2 separate regions of the Zea mays genome follow, and region 2 is linked to region 1. Evidence: chromatin contacts called from public Hi-C data. All regions are on one chromosome and are shown on one strand. The core of a region is the stretch at or near the end of the contact, and the rest is flanking DNA. Distances in the headings are between cores, read along the strand shown. Region 1 holds the start of LOC100280828 (heat shock factor protein HSF30). Region 2 holds the start of LOC100285566 (ubiquitin domain containing 1).

Region 1 (3,884 bases), core at 649-3,148:
ATTAAAAGTACATACTATGTGGGATAAGGTGAGCGCTTGTTTGATTGCATGATGTTTAGATCGAGGAGATTTATGGGCATATAATCTCTTGCTAATCTGAACCAAACAAGCAGGCCTGTCCACGATATATTGTGCAGACTTGGTTCATAAAGGCCTGTTTGGTTTACTACCTAACTTGCCACACTTTGCCTAACTTTTCTATCTAAGATTAGTTCTTCAATTCGAACGACTAACCTTAGTCAAAGTATGACACAGTTAGTCGCCAACCAAACAGAGTTTTCCTCGCCCGCCCATCTCATGTGGCCTTTCCTGGAAAATCCTAGCAAGTCTTGCCATAACTCAACTGTATGGTTCCATGTACATGCCGTTTATCCCTCTAGCTAGTTCGCCAACCAAGGTGCCAGCAAAGTCTCGATCTGAGAGGCAGGAGCTCGATCCAAGGCGTATCGCGAGCTCAATTTGACGCTGTCTGACTCCACTATTTTCGCCGCAAAGTTTTCCGGAGGGGCAGCTGCGCTTGAATCAGGCAACAACGTGGGCTCGGTTTGCCACTGTATATATGCTCAATTTTTTTGGGGCGTTCAAATTCGAACTATTTATTTATTTATTTACATGAACGCGATTGGGCGCTTGGTTGCGACGTGGACGCAGGCGATGACGTGCGCGCGGAGCCCTCGCTATCGGCTCGGCTTGGCCCTGTCCGTCACCGCGCGTGTTGCTAGCTGTCCACGCCGACCCCAAATGGAGTCAGGCGGTTGGCTTGCACTGCGCGGGCACATCCACACCTACCCTGCACCTCAAGCTGCTGCATATCTGCGTTGGCCATGAGCATGATGCACACATTTCTTTCGATAACGCGTGCCAGACCGCCCTTCTCCCACCTCTTCCTTTCACCGCCTGTCCGCCTCAGTTGATCACTTGGCCGTTCAGTTTCCGGAGGTCCTTAGGCTATCCGCACTCATACTACTCTAAATTTCTACCCTAAAAAGAATATTCTGTCCTGATCAGAAAAATTCTTTACTCTATACCATAATCCTCCGCACTCATATTACTCTATATCCATACTCTATATCAACTATCATATATTTAATTCAACCACGCCGTTGGTGCGGGAGGAGAGAGAGTATAGAGCGCCACGCCGTACGACGCTCGCCGTACCGTCCCGAAGCCCGCACACTATCGTTCAGTTCCATTTAGCGCTACCCACTGCACGCGAACTGTACGCTAAACAGGGGTAGCGTCCCGTTTGGCGTTCACGAGTGCGGGCAGCCTTATAGTTACTAATAAAGGGGTGGTGAGCTGGCTGTGCTCTCCGCGCGTGAAGAGCAGAGTGACCGAGCCCAGCAGTCTCTCCCAGATTTACAAGAAGCACAAAACTCTTGTCCCGCTCAAAGATTGCCTTCTGCGTATGTCATTCGAAACACTGTTCGTCGATGCGCTGTCACGTCGTCCTAAGATCGCCGATATCATCCATATCCCGCTAAAAAAAGGGCACAGCAGACTAGATAGATATATATATTAGGAAAGAAAAGCGCAACGCCTGTGAAGAAAAACTGACTTGCTATGAGCCCATGACCCAGGGGAGGGGACAGCGCGACACTTTATGCCTGTGCCGCTCACACGTGGCCCCTAAGCGACAAGCATCGAATCCTCCCAAAATCCGGCACAACACCAGCGCCACATCGCCTCGCGAATCATATGGTTCCATTTGTTGCCGCCGAGTCCGCGCTCCTCGGCCCGTACCACGACCTGAGGAGATAGATATATAGGCGGTGGCAGGCGCTTTACCGCCCCGGACAGAAATATCTGAGGACACGTAGGAGTAGGACTCGCCCCCACCCCCGAACCACCGACGAAGGAGACGAATAAAAGAAGGCAAACCACACGGCCACCACACACACAGGCACCGAACGAACAGGACAGCGAGAGAAAGCAAAGCGAGCTGCTGCTTCCTTATCCGGTTCTTCGCCGTGAGCGCTCCACAGGGAACGGAACGGGAACTGGGGGATCGGGATCCTTACGTTGTTGTGTGTATTATCGAGCAAGCTAAGAGCCATGGGCAGCGAGTGCAAGGGCTACGGCGTCGGCGTCGCCACCAGCCCGCAGCAGGAGCAGGAGCAGGCTGGCGCCGCCGTCGCACCGTTCGTGGCCAAGACGTTCCACATGGTGAGCGACCCGGCCACGGACGCCGTCGTGCGCTGGGGTGGCGCCAGCAACACCTTCCACGTCCTCGACCCGGCCACCTTCTCCGACTACCTGCTGCCCTCCTACTTCAAGCACCGCAACTTCGCCAGCTTCGTCCGGCAGCTCAACACCTACGTGAGTGATATGCGCGCTACCTCCTCAGCTCCTCTGCCCCCGCTCCGCTGTCCGCTCAGCGCTCACTCAGGACTCAGCTACCACTCCTCCTCGTGTGAGTAACAGCTCTCGGCACGCATGCGTACCGTTATTTTTTTAACAGGGGTTCAGGAAGGTGGACACGGACCGGTGGGAGTTCGCGCACGAGTCGTTCCTGCGGGGCCAGGCGCGCCTGCTGCCGCTGGTCGTGCGCAAGAGGAAGAAGGCGGGCGCCGGCGCCGGCGGCGGCGGCCGGGAGCTGTGCGAGGCCGGGGAGGAGGTGCGCGGGACCATCCGGGCCGTGCAGCGCCTGCGGGAGCAGCAGCGCGGGGTGGAGGACGAGCTGCGGGCCATGGACCGCCGCCTGCGCGCCGCCGAGAGCCGGCCGGCCCAGATGATGGCGTTCCTCGCCAAGCTCGCCGACGACCCGGGCCTCGTGCTGCGCGCCATGCTCGCCAAGGAGGAGGAGCTGGCCCTGATCGACAAGGGGTCGGAGGCGCAGCCGGCCAAGAGGCGGCGGATCGGGGCTGAAGCCGTGGACCTGGCGCACAGCAGGGGCGGGGGCGCCGTGCCGTTTCCGTTCTCTGTTCTCGGCCAAGTGTTCTACTAGGGTAGATAGGGACTGGTGTATATATGACTTGCACTGTATTATAGCTTTGCCTCGGTTTCAGCAGTTACTGCCTTCCGTTTTACCGTCGGCTTCATTTTTAAATTTAAACGCGACAAATAAAAAATAAGTTCATTTTTAAATTTAAACGTGATTAATAAAAAAATAACGAAAACAGTACTATTTTAGTAAGTAACAGTGCCTGAAGAAAAGTTTTTAAGCGTGGCGAGCGTTTGGCAGCGCTCTTTGCGGTGTTCGTGTGTCTTCGTGACAACGGTTCCTCTTCGGCTAAATAGTTAAAAGTCTGAAAAGAATCATCTCTATGTTTACTACGCCAGCAGCTGGAAGCTTTTAAAACTACATGTTCTCTCACTGCTCTTTATTCAATCTTTACTACAAGCATTTTACAATCATATCCCAGGTCTTTTCTACAAGCATTTTAGAATGACTGTCTTCTTTGTCGACCAATTTGGGGAAAGATACCCCCACCTACTTTATATTGCAGCCTGCATTTAGAGACTCCGGCATACCGGTGGTTGCACTTGTACAGTAGATGTGAGAGTAGTATCAGAAGCGAGGGGTGGGGAGAAAGGCACCGAATTTCATAAGGGCCCGTTTGTTTCGTTAGAATTAAATTCCATTTTAATAATTATAATTTAGACAAAACTAATTAAGTTTATATATTTATATATGTAATATGTTTGTACATTATCTTAAATTATATGAGAGAGATAGTTATATACTACATTTATGTTATAGAGACGCAAGTAGAAGAATATGCTATAAGTTGTACATCGGAAAAATAGCATGTAAATCTATAAAATCCATTTTCATCTCTCACCCCATGAATTTGAGGTAGGCTTATATGATAACTTTGGAATGTGGTGGAATGTCACATTCTAAAAAAATAGCCTATTCCATTAGTAAGATTCCAATTCCT
Region 2 (3,884 bases), core at 1,020-3,519, 400 kb before region 1:
TTTCTTTTCCTTTTAAGACGACAGTTGCTATGTCAAATCTAACACCAAATATAGGGGTGAACTGCCAAGACATCAAAACCAACAATATTTTGGCGCGAATTCAAAGTGTTATGCCGCCACATTTATTTAGCGAAGCTCAGTCAAAACAGAATGGACCATCATCTCAGGAGGGGGGAAAAAGAGTGGTCCAACATGCAGCATAATGCATCACAGAACATGCAGCATAAATGCGTCACAGATTCACTAATAAATGCCGACAGTAGAAAACTGAAGCTGCCATCAGTAAATATGCAATGTACCTTTCTGTCCACCATAGTGAGGAGCAGTGTCCCAAAATTCATCACGCATCTGTCTGAGTTGTGCCGGCGTTATTGCTTGGGTGTGCTTCCAAGGCTTTGGTTTCTTCAAATTCTTACCATTATCTGAGACAAAGAGAAAATGTTGAGCATTAATCTGAGACGAAGAGGAAGTGTTGGGCATTAACAAGTGAGTATATCAGCACAATGATTTCCATTGTAAATAAGCAATGCCATCATACTACATTCTACCAAGCTAATACAATCAAGAAACATACAAGGGATGTGCACGTTATGTGGCCAAATATCATTCTACCAGCAAGCATTGGCATATTATATATGTTATTTTGCTCTTTCTAAACAAAGATCTGAGCATGTTGATGAAACACTTCCTTTATCTAAAAAATGCTGACAAAATACTTGAATGGACCTGTTTAAAAACAAACCTATTAATTCCTCTTGTAAAAAAACATGGTGATTTGGATGCAGGCACAGTACCTGATTTTCAAGATATTAGTTTCAATTGTAGTATATTGTACTACCTCCATCCTTTTTTATTTGACGCCAACTAATGTACAAATGAACTGCAAAACGTCAAATAAAAAAAATGGAGGGAGTATTATGCAAATGTTCTTTTTTTTACAAATATACGACATGCTACATCACTTTTTATAAAAAAAAATGGTATCAACATATTGACGACATGCTTTCTAAAATACCACTATTCTTGACATGATGGTCGAAGATAAAAAAATGTCTTTACCTAAACCTAATTCTCTAGATAGAAAAGTGATTTTCTTGAGGCATGCAAAAATATTACAGCCTAATGAACCTTCTAAAGTGCTACACTAAGGATGCATCAGATCAGAATCAATAAAAAAGTGTGAAGTCATTTCCCTTGGTCCAACAGCATGACTAGTATTTATCAAACAAGGGAACTGCACAGGCAACCAATCTGCTATCGTCATCTTGCTCCTATCTGAACTGCACCTTAATACCTTATGGATAATGTAGGTGCAGCAAAGATAATCATCTAACACAAAGTAAATCCTCTTAATCAATCCATGGCTTTCCTCCTACAAATAGATTAAGTTATCACTTCAATTTATCTTGCATATCACCGCATATTTGATTTTGCTGCCCTAAGGAAAGCAATTTTTTTAAACCAACGAAATGGCTTCCCCCAACAACAAGAATAAACCATCATCTCAGCTAGCCATTAATACTGTATTATCTCATCGTTAATTCTGCTGGGCATGAACAGAGCTGCAGCAGTGCATCTGTCACATGAAGAATAAGCGGTCAGTTCCAGTTATTTTTATGACAACCAGACATGTCTTCGTCTCCCCAACAACTGTATGATCTACCTTTTTGCCCAAAAGGGAGCAGGTCATCCCTTCAATTGCTTTGTGGCAATACCAATATCTTCTCCCTCCATCCGTCGGCCGTGACTCAATCACGATTCACAAGAAGCTGTGCTACATATAAGCCGATCATGGCTCTTCCTTGGAACCACCATGGCGATGGTCCTGGAGCTCAATTAACCATCGATGGCAGGCGGAGCTAATTCGAGTTACCAATCGCTACCCACCCAGCTCATACAAGAACCAAGGACGCTGATAAACCAGCTACCCACCGTATCCTAAACTCGGTTCCAGAACCGAATTACCGAAGATGCAACGGTCATCTAATATAAGATCCCAATCTGAACCATACAGAAAACAACGGAGAAGAAACAGTAGAATAGGAAGGGGGATAGACCGTCAGTCTTTGGAGTGGATCCAGCGCATCCCATGGCGACGGCCGGTCAGACGGTCATGGGCGACCACCTCCCCCTTCTAGACGCTTCTGGATTCGGTGCCACGGCCGCGGGCGTAGGATGGGATGATTTGGGGAGCGACGTGCGAGATAGCGGTGGAGAGCTGAAAAGCGGACGCGGAGCAGAAGTGGTGGCCGGTGGGGGATGGTGGTGTACTGGTGTGGACGGGACGGACGCATCGGTTGGTGGCCCCGCACGCTCCTAGGTCCTAGCCAGCATAATCCGGATACGCCGACGAACAAGGTCTTCGGCCCCTTTTGGTTGGTTTTGTGAAGTTGGGTCCGTTGTATGGGCTGGTCCGGCCGAGCGTACACAGTTCATAGCCCAGAGTCGGCCTGGTGACGCAAATGGGCTTACAATAATTCAAACGTGCTTCTGCCCCGTCTTAGCAGTCCGATAAGTTTATTGCTATTATAGGACTCTTTTAATTTAAAATTGTCCATAACAGTATTTATAAGTGTTATTACTAAAATAGTATTCTGACTATTTTTATTATTTCTTTTTTCCTTTCTTTTTTCCATGTCCTAAACTGCTCGTATTGCCTGTGGTTCCTAATTCCCATTTGTTGGTTCGTTTCTTCTCAGCGTGGATAGCAAATGCCAGCAAAGAGCAGATTCCTTGTATTGAGAACTACGTTATCACGAATCATTAGATCCGCTCCCTTCTCTCCCGTCAGCAGTAGAGGCGCAAGAAGCTATAGAGGACCTGTCTCCCTTCCCATAAGCACGACAGAGGAAACACACGAGACACGAGATATAGGGTTGAGCCTATAACCTCTTTCTGATCTCTGTAATATGAAGGGGTGTACATGTTCCTTATATAGAGATATGAGACTCCTCAGAGGCAAAGTCGGTATTTACCCACATAACCCTAACTAGGGTTACTTAACACTCCCCCTTGGGCGAATACCGCGACCAACACATGCCTCTTTAAAACTCCCAAAAACTCAGTGGGAAAAATATGGAGAAAGAGTACATGGTGACACAAATTGCATTTGCACTTTGTTGCCTCATTAAAAACCTTATGTGAGAAACTTCAAAAAACTCACCAAGGAAAAAGAGTACAACAAATGTCATCAGGACAAATTTCGATCTTCTGAATCAGAATTCCATCGAATCTTCTACAAGGGCTAAATTTAGAAATGTGCTCCCCCTGATCCTCGCAAAACTGTATCAATATGGCACAACATCTTCTTCTGGAAGTATACGCACATAGAGATTTAGCAAACGGATTGCATACTGTTGCAAGGATTATATCAGGAACTTCACCTCTACTAACTTCTAGGATATACGAGGTAAGTGCACGTATCGACATAAACAAGCTACTTTAACTGATGGTGTTCGATCGACTAGATCTTTATATTTGATAGAAACTTCCATAAAGATTCACATATTGATCATGAAGTTGATGCCCCCAGGGCATAGAATATGACATTTGTTGTCTCACAATTGTGATCAATATAAGCATTCGCTCCCCTGACGATGACATCTGTCAAAGTTGTTATCCCTCATAACTCAAGCATATTCTTCAAGATATATGTCTCATTGTTCATCTGGAATAACGAGAATGGATGAGGTTGAGGTGCTATCATTTTCTATCTTACACCACAATTTATACAAAGTTGTGCAAAGCAAGTAACATATCCTTCTATAGGACTTAGGGGATAATATAGTTGCAATAATATATATTCTAAATATGACACATCGCTCCAGGCGTTCATCCATTGTAACATCTATGATGGTGTAACAAAAGTCCATCAAAGATCATAA

The links. Hi-C and Micro-C count contacts between places; a contact is called where the count stands out from the background.
Region 2: a contact with region 1 is called in a Hi-C map of tassel, with 2.7 times the contacts expected there. The contact joins the promoter of LOC100285566 here to the promoter of LOC100280828 in region 1. A contact is called at or near these places in 2 of 25 Hi-C or Micro-C datasets (ear and tassel).

What each region holds. Positions count from the first base shown.
Region 1 is chr3:205,839,364-205,843,247 of Zm-B73-REFERENCE-NAM-5.0, reverse strand. It overlaps LOC100280828 (heat shock factor protein HSF30), which reads left to right and starts at 1,898. Exons shown (of 2, transcript NM_001367142.1): 1 at 1,898-2,319; 2 at 2,462-3,029. The coding sequence starts at 2,056. The coding sequence ends at 2,947.
Region 2 is chr3:206,234,901-206,238,784 of Zm-B73-REFERENCE-NAM-5.0, reverse strand. It overlaps LOC100285566 (ubiquitin domain containing 1), which reads right to left and starts at 2,269. Exons shown (of 4, transcript NM_001158457.2): 1 at 2,058-2,269; 2 at 300-422. The coding sequence starts at 2,091.